2 separate regions of the Zea mays genome follow, and region 2 is linked to region 1. Evidence: chromatin contacts called from public Hi-C data. All regions are on one chromosome and are shown on one strand. The core of a region is the stretch at or near the end of the contact, and the rest is flanking DNA. Distances in the headings are between cores, read along the strand shown.

Region 1 (6,728 bases), core at 1,876-4,375:
TGCAAGCCCTGCACGACTCCCGTGGATACGCAGAGCAAACTCCCCGCCGCCGGCCCCCCGGTCGCCGATCCAACCGGCTACCGGAGTCTTGCCGGGGCCCTTCAGTACCTCCTCTAAACCAGGTCCGACATTGCCTACTCCGTCCAGCAGGTGTGCCTTCACATGCACGACCCTCGGGAGCCGCATCTCACCGCGCTGAAGCGGATCTTGCGGTACTTGCGGGGCACTCTCGACTTCGGGCTTCTTCTACGCCGGTCCTCCGCCACGGAACTTCGCGTCTACACCGATGCCGACTGGGCGGGCAGTCCTGACACGTGCCGGTCCACCTCGGGCTACGCCGTGTTCCTCGGCGACAGCCTTGTCTCCTGGTCGTCGAAGCGCCAACCGGTTGTCTCCCGCTCCAGCGCCGAGGCCGAGTACCACGCCGTGGCCAACGGCGTGGCTGAGGCGGTCTGGCTCCGTCAGCTACTCCAAGAGCTCCACAGTTCGCTGACCATGAGCACCCTGGTTTTCTGCAACAACGTCAGCGCCGTCTACCTCTCCACCAACCCCGTCCAACACCAGCGCACGAAGCATGTCGAAATCGACCTCCACTTCGTCCGCGAACGGGTAGCCTGTGGAGCTGCTCGCATTCTTCACGTCCCGACCACCTCCCAGTTCGCCGACGTCTTCACAAAGGGGCTTCCGTCGGTGGTCTTCACGGAGTTTTGATCCAGTCTCAACATCTGCAGTGGCTAGAGTTTCGACTGCAGGGGGTGTTAGCTATTTGTGTGTCTGTGTATATGGGCCTAGCCCACAGCCCACTAGGGGGCTTTATCACTGTAGCTGTTAGGGTTAGGGTTTGGTACTCTGTAATTCTCTCAACTCACACTATGCTCTATATTTTTGGGGTTTCTGGAGCATCGATGTTGTTCAGTTTCAATTAGTGTGTTATTCATGTCTTACGGAGGGACTTTTGTCCAACTTGTTGCAGACTGCATTCTTGAAGCAATTTCAAGATTCAGTGAGTAAATCAGATTATGAAGCACTTAGATCAGCTTTTGTCGTGGTATGATATACATTTTAGTTTCATTGCACCCATTAGTTTTCACGCATCTGTCCGTGTTTGTGCTGAAGCTCGTTGGGCATATATCTGTTCTTTTCATTCAGGAACACTATCCCGAGAAACCAGATATTGATTTCCACAAATACATGACTCGCGCTGTTGAATATGAGTTTAAAAGAGTTGTTGGTATCAGGTTGGTGTATTCAGAGAAAGGTTCCATGTTTCCTTAAACATAAGTGATCTTACATGAGTTACCTGCATGCAGCTGGTATCTGTGGCTTTTTGTAATCTTATTCCTGCTGCTGAATATAAATGGTAATTCTCTTCATGTCTTAAAATCGGTAGAGCAGAAGCATTTAACTATATCAGTAGCTGTTCTTATAGCTTCTATTTGCCCTCTGTAATTTATATGCCAACTAGTACTATAGTTTTGCGTAACTTTGACGATTGATTGGTCAGTAGGGTGGATTAGTTGGTCTGTGCCTATCAACATTGCTTTCACATCTGATATAGTTAGTAATCATTGTTTTTACATCTGATATAGTTATCATTGCTTTCACATATGCAGTGCATCATACATTCATACACATCTAACTATCTGCTGTGATTCTATTTATCCCTTTTCTGTTGCTTTCTGTCAAAATGCAGGATGGCACACATACTTCTGGTTGGCTTTCTTGCCTCTATTTGTAAGTATGATACGTTTCCTTCGGCGTTGTGTTGATTGAATTCAGATATTCGGCCTTTCGCTTTTGAACTAAACTGTCATATCCAAGAAGTTTGACTACAAACACTGTTTATTTGAATGAATGGATGAGAGCCATCCCTAAACAAAGTGGTAAATTGCAGCTGTTACTTATTGTTGGTGCCAAACTAGAGCACATTATCACTCGGTTGGCTCAAGAGGCAGCGATATCATTATCAAATAATACAGAGGAAGTTCCGAAAATAAAGCCATGCAAGGACCATTTCTGGTTTCACAAGCCTGAGCTAGTCCTTCATTTGATCCATTTCATCCTGTTCCAGAATTCGTTCGAGATTAGTTTTTTCTTCTGGATTCTGGTATTTTTTGCACTACGTCCTCTACTTCTCAATTAATTTTCCATGAATCACACCTTGGAGCTAACAATAATCACTTAATAGGTATCAGAAGGTTTCGGTTCGTGTATGATGGAACGGAAGCCTTATGTCATTTCCAGACTTGTTATCGGGTCAGCGAAAGTTTGAATTGCCTGAAAAATCTAGAACGTTCTCCTTGTCAGTACGAGGATGATTAGCGCACAAAATAGATCAATAGCAAAGAATCAGGTCCTTGCATCAGTCATGACAGTAAATTGTGTTGTGTTTTTCAGGGTGATCATCGAAGTCATCTGCAGCTATATCACGCTGCCACTATACGCCATCGTGACCCATGTAAGCTCCAAGGATACACACTATCTATCTATTGGAAAGAATCTCGTTATTTTCGTTAATGTTCATCATATAAAGCTGGAGTATTTTGAGCATCGGGTCGCTATTTGTGATGATCCAGATGACCGGACAGATCAAGCTGCATGGTTTTGGCTCCCGCGTGCACGAGAGTGTCCATGGCTGGATCGGCTTGAGGAAGAAACCCTTCTCGTTCTGGAAGATTCCCGGCGGTGACCCTAACGCTGATTCCGGCAGGGAGGCCGACGTAACCCGCAGGGTGGCCAAGGAGCGGTCGGGGAGCTCGCGCAGCATGCCGATGGCGCCGGCTGACGAGATCGTCACCGTCGACGACGTCGCGGTGGCTGCAGCTGCCGTTGGCCAAGGACCATAAAATTCCTAGCTAGCAAACACCAGCAGGGAAGGCAGGCAGGCTGCCGAGGTACCGTGCGCAGCGGGTTGATGGGTCGGACGCTGCGGAAAATTCCTCGTGTCGGGAGCAGGCTGGGCGGCCGCGCCCGCGCCCGCGCGCTGTAGCTCTGATCGCGTGTTGTAACGTCAACGTCATCTCGTGTAACGGTACGGGCAGGACGGGACGCGTCGTCCCCATGCCTGCTCCCGTGCTAGGGCCGGCCGCCAGGCGTTGTGGCATGTCACGTGCGACGTTGCAGCGCGACGCTACAACGTTGTATGTGGGCTGTGGCACAGCCAGCCGGCGCGTCATTGGCCCTGGCCCAGCATGGCCTGCTGCTGCTGCCTTGTGCCGGCCGTACCTTGCTGTAAAGGAAAGCTGGGCGTACATAACCCATTATCCATGGCTCACTGCGATCTATTGCAATGTAGCAGGCAGGTGAGCGTTCTCAAGAGTGTGATGGAAGGAAAAGGACGCGTTCGATCCATTCATCTGACTATGCGTGTCTGTGCTCGCTGCCAGTATATGTACTGGTAGTACGAAGCATGGAGGTAGCTAGAACCGGCGAAGGCCAGGGAGGCGTCTAGCTTTCGATGCCTGCGCCTGCGCGCGCTCGTCTGCCATTACGTACGTGCGTGTCCGTTGACAGACGCATACGGGTGTGTGCGCGTGCGCGCACGCCAATAATTGCAGAAGCGACGACTGCGGTGCCTGGCAGGCGTACGTAGGGCAGGGAACTGGGGAAAGAGAGGCGCGCAGCATCACGTCGATTCTAGTGCTAGGAGTATCTGAAAATGCTATTTTCATCGGGGATTAGATCATTATCCATCCATGCACGCACCGTCCGCTCCGTAAGGCTATCTCTAGGCTCTAGCGACCTTTCTATTTCACTCTTTATTTTAAATTCCATCGTAAAAACAACACGGTATACAATGTAAAACTGTGTTTTGTACGTCTATATATACACGTTCCATTAGAGACCGACTTATAGATATATGAATCATGCATCAATCGATCGGGGTGGAATAGGCGGTCAGGTAGGCAGACGACATGTTAGATATCATTGTTAAATATATGACTAAGAGTTAATCATCGTCCATATTTAATAAACCTTTAGAGTAAAAATCTATTAGTATATATATATATATATATATATATATATATATATATATATATATATATATATATATATATATATATATATATATATATATATATATATATATATATATATATATATATATATATATATATAGTTTATATATTAATAGCTCTGGGCTTCCAATAACTAGAGGAAGCCCAGGTCGGACGGTGCAATCCGGTCGAGCCGAACCACATCCGTACGTCTATAAAACAGGACCCGGAGTGCTAGGGTTCAGTTTTTACGCTCCACCCCGATTCATTAGCGACGCCGCGTGCGACGACGGCAGTTGCCCCAGAGCGTGCGCGGAGGTGGACCCCCAGCCGGTGGCCGCAACTCCATGGCCTCGACGCGCGGTGGCGGAGGTTTCTCGATCCGGAGTAGTGGCGGCGGTTCCCAGGTCGGTGGCGGCGGCTCCCCGATCCAGAGGGCAAGCGACAGCGGGGCCCTTGTGCGGGCAAGCGGCTGCGTCCCCGAGATCCTGAGGAGGCAGCACTTCCAAGGCCGACGAGCAAGCGACGCCCGTCGACGTGCGAGTAGCGACGGCGACGCATGAGACGCGATGTTCGAGCAAGCGGCGTCACGAAAGGCCTGAGATGCGCGCAGCGATGATCGCGCGTGACATCCTCCGATCCGGCGCAGTTTCTTTTTTCGATTATTGTGTTTTATGCCTACCACATGTATTATTTACGCAAAAAACTGTACGATTTTATGCTTAAACACGGAGTTCGTATATCAGTTTACTGCATGCACATTGGAAAGACAATTCCTTGATTTATGTTGTTCGTAATTTACGCACATGCAATGAAACTCCTACGATTTTTGCCATAATTTTTGGATCTGTATAAAAATAGAAACCACATGTATGTGGCTGCCATGTTTTCGGATCTGTCATAAAAATAGGATAGTAATAACAACCTACTAGAGCTATCAACCTCTCAAATTGACTCGGTATTTACGCTTATAATTGAGGGATTTTATGCTCAAAACTTAAGGTTTTTACGCTCCACCCGAAGATGCGTCCACCAGTGAACAACATGCCAGATTTTTTACGCAGTGTAACGAATTGCATAAATACCTACACCGTGTAGTATCATTTGTATCACTATATATCATAAACTAGTTCTAATGCGTTTAGCTGCATGGCTGTTGGAGGGATCCTATATTTACGAAGAAAATAAAACATTAAATGCGATTTTTTGTTTCTAATTCATTTCCTTTCATTGCATATTCTTTCCATCATAAATTCGTGTGCATGCAGTTGGTAACAGATTTTTATGCAGTATACCGAATTGCATAATTATCTACACAGTGTGACATATTTAGTATCAGTATATATCATAAAATGGTCATTACGAGTCTAGCTGCATGGCTGTTGCAGCGATCCTAAATTTATGGAGGAAATAAAGCATTTAAAATAGAAACCGTCACACATATCTTTTCTAAATTTACGCGCATGCAAGGGAACGTGTTTGACTCATGCATGCATTTTGCCATAATTTTTGGATCTGTATAACCGCATGCATGCGACTGCCATGTTTTTCGGATCTGCCATAAAAATAGGATCGTAATAACAATCTACTAGAGCTATCAACCTCTCACATTGGCTCGGTATTTACGCTTATAATTGAAGGATTTTATGCTCAAAACTTAAGGTTATTACGCTCCAACCCGGAGATGTGTCCACCAGTGAACAACATGCCAGATTTTTTACGCAGTGTAACGAATTGCATAAATATCTACAACATGTAATATAATTTGTATCAATATATATCATAAACTAGATCTAATGTGTTTAGTTGCATGGCTGTTGGAGGGATCCTATATTTATGAAGAAAATAAAACATTAAATATGATTTTTTGTTTCTATGTGTGCAATTCATTTTCTTTCATTGCATATTATTTTTATCATAAATTCGTGTACATACAGCTGGTAACAGATTTTTACGCAGTATACCAGATTGCATAATTATCTACATAGGGTAGCATATTTAGTAGCAGTATATATCATAAAATGGTCCTTACGAGTCTAGTTGCATGGCTGTTGCAGCGATTCTAAATTTATGGAAGAAATAAAGCATTTAAAAATAGAAACCGTCACACATATCTTTCCTAAATTTGTGCGCATGCAAGGGGACGTGTTTGACTCATGCATGCATTCTTTTTTTGCATGCACAGACGCGGGCGCGGGTGGTGCAACTGACAACCTGGTCCAGTTGGTGCGCTGGGTTGAACCAGGTTGCAGAGATGATCGACCTGGGCTTCCTTTAACTATTGGAAGCCCAGGGCTTCCATTATATATATAAAGGGGCAGATATACTAGAGAGCGTCATCTTAGCGATTATCGTCTCCCTTCTTATGGTTGCGGGCGTTCAAGATGCTGCTACTATTTCTTCTACTATACATGCGGTGCTAGCATATCAACATCATACTGTTTCATCGCCGCACGTATAGATATTGTGTAGATGGTGTTACTAATGTAGTATTGATTGGCAACGAACATAAGTAGGATGAGTGGATGTGTTCTAGCTACTGCTGGTGTGCGAGGACCAGAAGCGGGCCTAGACATTTAAGATTGGGTATTCAAAATTTAAAAGATCAAAGAAATTAGTGTTTTAACACTATTTTTTAATATATTATTGACACATTATTATGGATCACCAAAAATTTGGGGTATTCAATGAATACCCATGAACCACCCCTGGGCCCGCCTCTGGCGAGGA
Region 2 (6,728 bases), core at 2,014-4,513, 150 kb after region 1:
AATTTCCATTTTCCCGAGCTCCTACATGCAAACATACTGTAGTGCGTGGGTGTATAAACTTTGAGGAGTACTGGTGCCAACCTACCTACTTATTATTATATAAACAACATGAGAGACAAGCAAGCATCCAAGGAATCAAATGCAAGTAGGTCATGACATGGTTCTCTCTTTGAGGAACAGATTAAGAAGCCATGCATGCATGCAAAGATCCCAAGGAAATGGAGAGAGAAAAGAATTCAAGAAGAAGATGGGACCTGCCAAAAGGGAATGATCTTTTCACAGAGAAGAACAGAGGAGAGGCAGGGAACACGGCCAGGAGAGAGAGGAGGGATTAAGGCCGGGGCAGGAGCAAGCTGGCCACCAAAAGGGGTGGCCTGGTTTTGAGAAATCCCATGATTTTGTTTGAGGGGACAGGAGACAGGGATTAGGGTTGGCATTGATGCATGGGATCATGCCACTGCCATGCCCTCCCAAAGACAGCTTACCAGCATATCTGGGGCATAGCACAGAAAACAAGAACCCAGACCCCCTTCTCCCTGGGCAGGAGAGGAGACACACCTACTTTTTTTCCTGCCAAGGGCACATTAGAAAAACACTAGTAGGTGTCTTAGCATGTAATTTGCTTAGTATATGCGCATATATATATATATAAATTGTGGCATGTTGTTGCAAGTTGCAACGCCGGGGAGTGATGATTACACCCACACAACACAGACTAGCAAAATGGCCCATTAGTTTATTGCTAGTGCTAGACAAAGCACGCATGATTGGATATAATACAAACAACGGCATCAAGAAGAGAGCCAACAGGCAAGTGAAGTGCAGCAATGTTTATATAACAAGGCCATGCAAGTGAGCTAGGAGCTACAAGATCCTCCTCTCCTCCAAGCCTCTGATTATTTGAACTAAATTATTGCGCACATGAATAGAAAACGAAGAACGGTCAGAAGAGGACATTCTGCAAGATCACACGTCCAACTTAAACGAAGAAGAGCAGGATCTCACATCAAAATAACAAATAATTAATAATATAGACGACTAAAATCTCCCTACTAGTATGGAATCCACACATGAGCTATTGAGAGAAACAGATGAAAGAACAAATATATAAATAAAAGATAGATAGATAGATACAAGTATGAAAATATAATAGCAAAGCCGATTTTAGTACGTTGAAGAAATTGCTAGCCGAACAAAGCCTGAAGGCCGACCTCTTCACTTGTTCCAATGCCGCCATTCCATGCATGCAAGGCTACATATGGACTTAAACTCCTCAAATTAACAAGAGTGCTAATCAACCAACCAACTAACCATCCATCCATCCAAGCTGCCAAGATCAACAGCAATTAAACCACAGCAAGCTAGGGTTAGGGTTTCCTCCTTCCAATTGACCCAACAAACCCATCCTCCAAAATCACAATGAGATCTTGCTAAGTACGTACGTAGCGCAAGTAACAACCAATATTATTGCTACAAAATGCAATGCTCATATATACGCTAGCTCTATATATGCGGTACTGATGACTAGTGATGAGCGAGGCAAACCCTAGTCCGTCCGTCGGCGCCGCCGGCATGAATGCATGCACGCAGCAGGTAGAGAAGGCTCGTCCTCAGTGGCGGCGGCGGCGGGCTACTGCCACGACGACACGGACAGCAGCGGCCGCGTCTGCCACCCGAGAAAGCACGCGCCGCGCGCCTCCTGCACGAGGTAGCCCTCCGACGGGTAGTGCAGCCGCAGCAGCAGCCGCGCCTGCGACACGGCGAAAGCGCTGAGAGGCCGCGCCGCAAATCCGGCGCCGCGCGCCGCGGCTCCCCACCGCTCGAGTCCGCGCCACCACCTCCCACCGGAGGGACCCAGCGCGGCGTCGATCTCCCTGCCGAGCACCTCGTGCTCCACCGCCAGCCGCTCCCGGCTCCCCGGCGGCACAGTCGCCTCGAGCGCCTCGAACACGGCCGAGTAGTGATCCATGGCTACCGCGGACCGCTGGGGCAGGTCGTCGATGCGGTCGAAACCCCCGCCGATTGTCTCCCTCTCCGCGATGGTCACCACGGCGGGGGCCATGGCCTTGACCCACTTCAAGAAGGCGGCAAGCTCGTCGTGCCCGCCTAGCTTGTGCAAAAACATGACGCAGTTGACGGCTAGCGTCTCGTCCGGGTGCAGCTCCAGCTGGCTCGTCGTGGCCGCGCTCGAAGTGGTGGTGTTGGTCGTGGTGCTCGCGCTGGTGACGACCTGCTGCTGATGGGTAGCGGCGCAGGAGAGCAGGAGCGGCGTGAAGTGGAAGGGGAGCTGGATGGAGCGGGCGAAGGCGCGGAGGCGGCTGCCGGTGCGGAGGAGGGTGTCGCGGTCGGCGCCGGCGCCGGTGATGCGCACCTCCGGCGGTCCCGCGGCCGGGTCGGCGCGCTCGGCGATCGCCTGCAGCAGTGGCGGCCACTGCACCCCGTGCGCGGCGTCCAGGTCGAGGATGTGGATCCGGCGCGCGCCCTCGACGGCGTCGAGGATGGCCTGGTTCGCCGTCAGGTGCGCGAAGCGCAGGAAGGGCGCGATCTGGTTGAACGCGAGGTAGGCGGCGGACGACGCCGGCCGCGCGGCGGCGGCGGCCACCAAGCCCGTGGCGGCGGCCCTGGCGTCCGCCCGGAGAGCGAGCGCGCGCGCGAAGTGGTAGGCGAGCCGATCGGCGGCGTCCGCGCGCGGGGACGCCGCGGACAGGAGGACCCCCACGGCGCGGCGCGCGGCCTGGAGGTCCCCGCGCTGCAGCAGGTCGGCGCACGCGAGCACGAGGTCCCGCGCGGACGGCACCGCCGCCGCCGCGAGGACGTCGCTGTTGTTGCTGCTGCCGTTCTTGTTGTTGCCATTGTTGTTGTCGGTGTCGGAGGAGGACGAGGAGTGGTGGTGGAGTGAGCTGAGCATAGCTTCGTCGGTCGTTGGACGGCGCAGGCCGAGCTTCTTCTTCTTCAGCGGCGGCGGCGGCCGGAGTCGGCGGTGATGGCAGGCGAGGAGCATGAGGGGGTGGAGCGCGAGTGGAAGGACGTGCATCTCATCTCCTGGCGGGTTTAATAGGGGCGCACGACGTCCGGCAGCAGCATCTGGGGCTGGGGTTGGGACGACTGGCCTCGCAGCTGCAGCTTCCGTGACAGGACATCCTCATCTGCCAAAAATACAGAGGTGTGCTTGTGTGAGAGTCTGAGAGGCTGCTGCAGCTCATCAGCTACACCACTACGCAGTACCTTGCCACTACCTACTCGCCCATAGCCTAGTTAGCTACTAGTAGGAGTTACTAGTAGATGCATTGTGTAAACTCGGAGGGCGAAGGGGAGAGAGAGAGACAGAGCTGGTTGTGGGAGAGAAGTGGATGCTTTCTCTCTCTAGGAACTAGGAATAGAAGTGGGACGGAGGGAGGCAGGGGAAAGGTGGCAGCAAGGGTGAGTGAGTGTGCAGGGAGTTGTCTTTTATCTGGTGGATCGTGGTGCGTGTGATTTGGGAAGGCCAAAGGAATGGAGGAATCTAACTAAAACATTCCAAGAGTTGGTGCCGGTGGGCCTAAACAACCAAATACTATATTCATTACGCTAAGCCAGGCTACTAATCTCTATTACATGGATTCTGCATTTCTGCTACCAAAAAAAACTACTGTACTCATTGTTGATATATGTGCCAAGCTCAGCTCGCCTCTAGTTTTCTTTTCAGTCCTTCTCATGAGGCGCGGCTTGAGCGGGTGCTGTCTCTGAATAATAAGAATCCAGCGATTCCAAATCTTCTCAAAGTTCCATTGTATCCATGTGCTTGTGTACATGTATACGCAAGATGGATGCAAATTTCGTGCTTATATTAGCCCCCATGTTTAACGCATCAGTTAAATAATACAAATACAACTTATATATAGGTGTGGGGGAAGCTATAGATAGTTTAGACCTGTCCAACAGTTCACTCATAAGGTCACCTAAAACACTGTTTTTATCTGTAAACTGTATTTTTCGTAGAGTTGAGTTTGAAAATGTGTATAGGGATTGATAAGCCGCTGGAGATAACCTTATAGGATTATATAAACAAAGTGTTCCTGATTAATTATAAGCTAGCTTATAATGAGTTTGTATATTAGCTAATTAGCAAAGCTGAAATAATTGGATTATGCAGGGGTTGAACAAACAAATCTAAGGGCCAATATTAGGACTCAAGAAAATGCATGCGGTGGTATGACACAATTCTGCGAGGGTGTGTTTGGTTTGTTTTTTGGTTTTGTATTTTGCCATGTAAAAAACAAAAGCAAACCAAAGGGTTCGAACCAGAAAGCAGTGTTTTCCAAAAGCCTGGTTTCTTTCAGTGCAAAATTGAAAATATATTTGGATATACTTTTAATGACTTTTGGATGGAACTGTGCAAATACATATGTAAGAACTTTTAGTGGCTTTCACCAAACGGTTTTTTAGCTTTTTATAGCTCTTAGTCCACATCAACTTTTTTTATAGCTCACAACACACAACGACTTTTTTTCCACGGCCACAGCTCAACCAAACAGACCCTAAGTGCAAAACGTTTTATGAATGAAACGCTAAACACTAATCAACTAGTCACCAACTGTTAATCCATTATTGGACTAAATGGTCATTCAAATGAACGAATTGAACATTTAAAGAAGATAAATGGTCGATTAAACTGAAACAATGTACCATGAAACAAGCTAGGTTGAAAATGATGTAAATAAAAACAATTTTATTAAAAATAGAAAGTTTCATAGGTGGGAATTTATGAGCATTATGTGAAAGTTAGATTAGCAATATAAAGAGGAAGGAGGTACAGAAGGAAAATTTGATTATATATGAATTAGACTTGTAGAAATTATGTCTTCTTACTGTCTTTGCTACAAATATACATAATTCTAGAATTTTTATGATAGATTAAGGAAGACTACAAATTATTGTGAATTGTGATGCCCCTCAGGGCACTCCCCACCATAAAACTAGATGGTTTGTGTGTTTATTAATTAGGATGTCAACTAATCAAAAAAATAACATGGCACTTAAATTAAAGAAGAAGGACAAGAAATGTTACCTTAGATAAGAAACTATGTCCATACACAAATAAAGATATGAAGAAATATGATAGGTAGATGATAGAGATAAGGCATTTCATTGAATAAAAATTACTCTATAGAAACAATCCAATGAGAATAAAATTTCTATATGTAATATCTATGTAAATAATTTATATATGCAGTGTGTATATAACAAGTAGACAGTTTTGAGGTAACATCCGCGAGTCACCCTCTCGAATACGATAGTGATGGCTTGCACTTTCTAAACCGACACATCCTGGTACATCTATCTTTGGCCAAGAGTTTAATGTACTACATCTATCTTTTCGTATTTTCGTGGATGCTTTGTTGAGATTTGAAAGGATGATGACATATTTGAGATGCACTGATTTTGATGTTAGATTATTATAAAATCTAAATTATTTTTTTTCTTTTTCTTTGATATTCTATTCATTTTTTGTCGTTAGATCATAATGTAGTTTAATGGTATATATTCTTCTCATTTTTTTCATAACTAAGGTTGTCTATGGTAGCCTTTCTATCCCATTTCTTAGTTCACTTCCTATTTCAAACTTTACTCTATAAACAATATAGTCTACAATATAGAATAATATTTTGCAAGGTTATTTGTACGCTCTCCTGAGCACAACCTAACATTACAGGAATCACCTTCTTTGCCAAGTGTCATAGATACTCGACAAAGCCTCTTTTGCACTCTTCAAAGGGACTTCTTGCCTAGTGCCCGTGGATTTGCACTCGACAAAGAATTTAACACTAGGCAAAGATCATCTTTCCAATAGTGTAATACAACAATTTCTAAACTTCCTTGGCAAACATGAGAGTTCCTTTTGATTCTATTGTACTGATACAAAAGATTGATAGGTATGAAAACTATTTGTGGTTTTCAGATTCTTTTGGTTCTATTTTATTAATAGAATGTATTACTACGCATAGAAACTACATATGGTTTTCAGCACTAGGACTGTCATCAATCACACAATTATAATTAGCTCCTCCCTATACATGCATTAACTTAAATGGTAGGTATAAAGACCATGAGGGTTGGAGTAGGCAAGAAATGCTTATATGTGTGGACAAATTTTCAATGATAGAAATGCTTAAATTTATGAATATGAGTGTATTTCTTTAGTCAAACTAGTTAAATAGGTCAAGTATACAAATTTCCGGTGAAAATCAAGTCATAAATGTGATAAAATTTGCCAGATTACATTTATTATCTTAGCTTTACTATCTTATTTTAGAAAATGCGCCTAAGCATATATTTCATTAAAAGGGAACAAAGTGCAAACACAAGCTAGATGGCATCTAATACAACAAAGTTTATTACACTAAGAAAAAACAAAAAAGACATATATGTAGCGTTTATTCTCGAACGAGGTGGAACTTCGTGGCTCTAGTAAATCTTTAGTAGTGTTTGATTTACGGAAGTCTGAAACAGAGCAGGTTCAAAAAATATTTCCCTAATATATTGAATCCCACTGCTCCCCAAAAACTATCGAACATTTTTGCTCACGAGCGTCCCCGTTCGAATCTCCTTCACCAACAAGAGATGATGGTGATCACACTCTTATGGCTTCTCCCAAATATATAATTGATGGAGTGACTCAGTGCTACCTACACTCTTGAACTCCATTCTATCTCCAAAACATGGAATGAAACCATTCCATTCTTGGAACG

Evidence for each region. Hi-C and Micro-C count contacts between places; a contact is called where the count stands out from the background.
Region 2: a contact with region 1 is called in a Hi-C map of ear, with 4 times the contacts expected there. The contact joins two enhancer-like sites. A contact is called at or near these places in 2 of 25 Hi-C or Micro-C datasets (ear and tassel).

What each region holds. Positions count from the first base shown.
Region 1 is chr9:107,561,841-107,568,568 of Zm-B73-REFERENCE-NAM-5.0, forward strand. LOC542673 (barley mlo defense gene homolog 7) reads left to right here. Exons shown (of 14, transcript NM_001112191.1): 7 at 974-1,048; 8 at 1,150-1,238; 9 at 1,311-1,360; 10 at 1,694-1,734; 11 at 1,895-2,107; 12 at 2,189-2,256; 13 at 2,398-2,458; 14 at 2,577-2,958. The coding sequence ends at 2,846. Among protein-coding and RNA genes, the nearest start is that of LOC109942230, 6.8 kb to the right of the region's middle. Within about 2 kb of position 3,126, at least 19 of the 20 cell types and tissues checked have an H3K27ac peak or open chromatin away from gene starts, as enhancers often do. A contact at or near this core is called in ear and tassel, where this site is marked.
Region 2 is chr9:107,712,923-107,719,650 of Zm-B73-REFERENCE-NAM-5.0, forward strand. LOC103638811 (protein MONOCULM 1) reads right to left here. Exons shown (of 3, transcript XM_008661623.2): 3 at 1,091-3,146. The coding sequence starts at 3,034. The coding sequence ends at 1,631. Among protein-coding and RNA genes, the nearest start is that of LOC103638811, 7.6 kb to the right of the region's middle. Within about 2 kb of position 3,264, at least 6 of the 20 cell types and tissues checked have an H3K27ac peak or open chromatin away from gene starts, as enhancers often do. A contact at or near this core is called in ear and tassel, where this site is marked.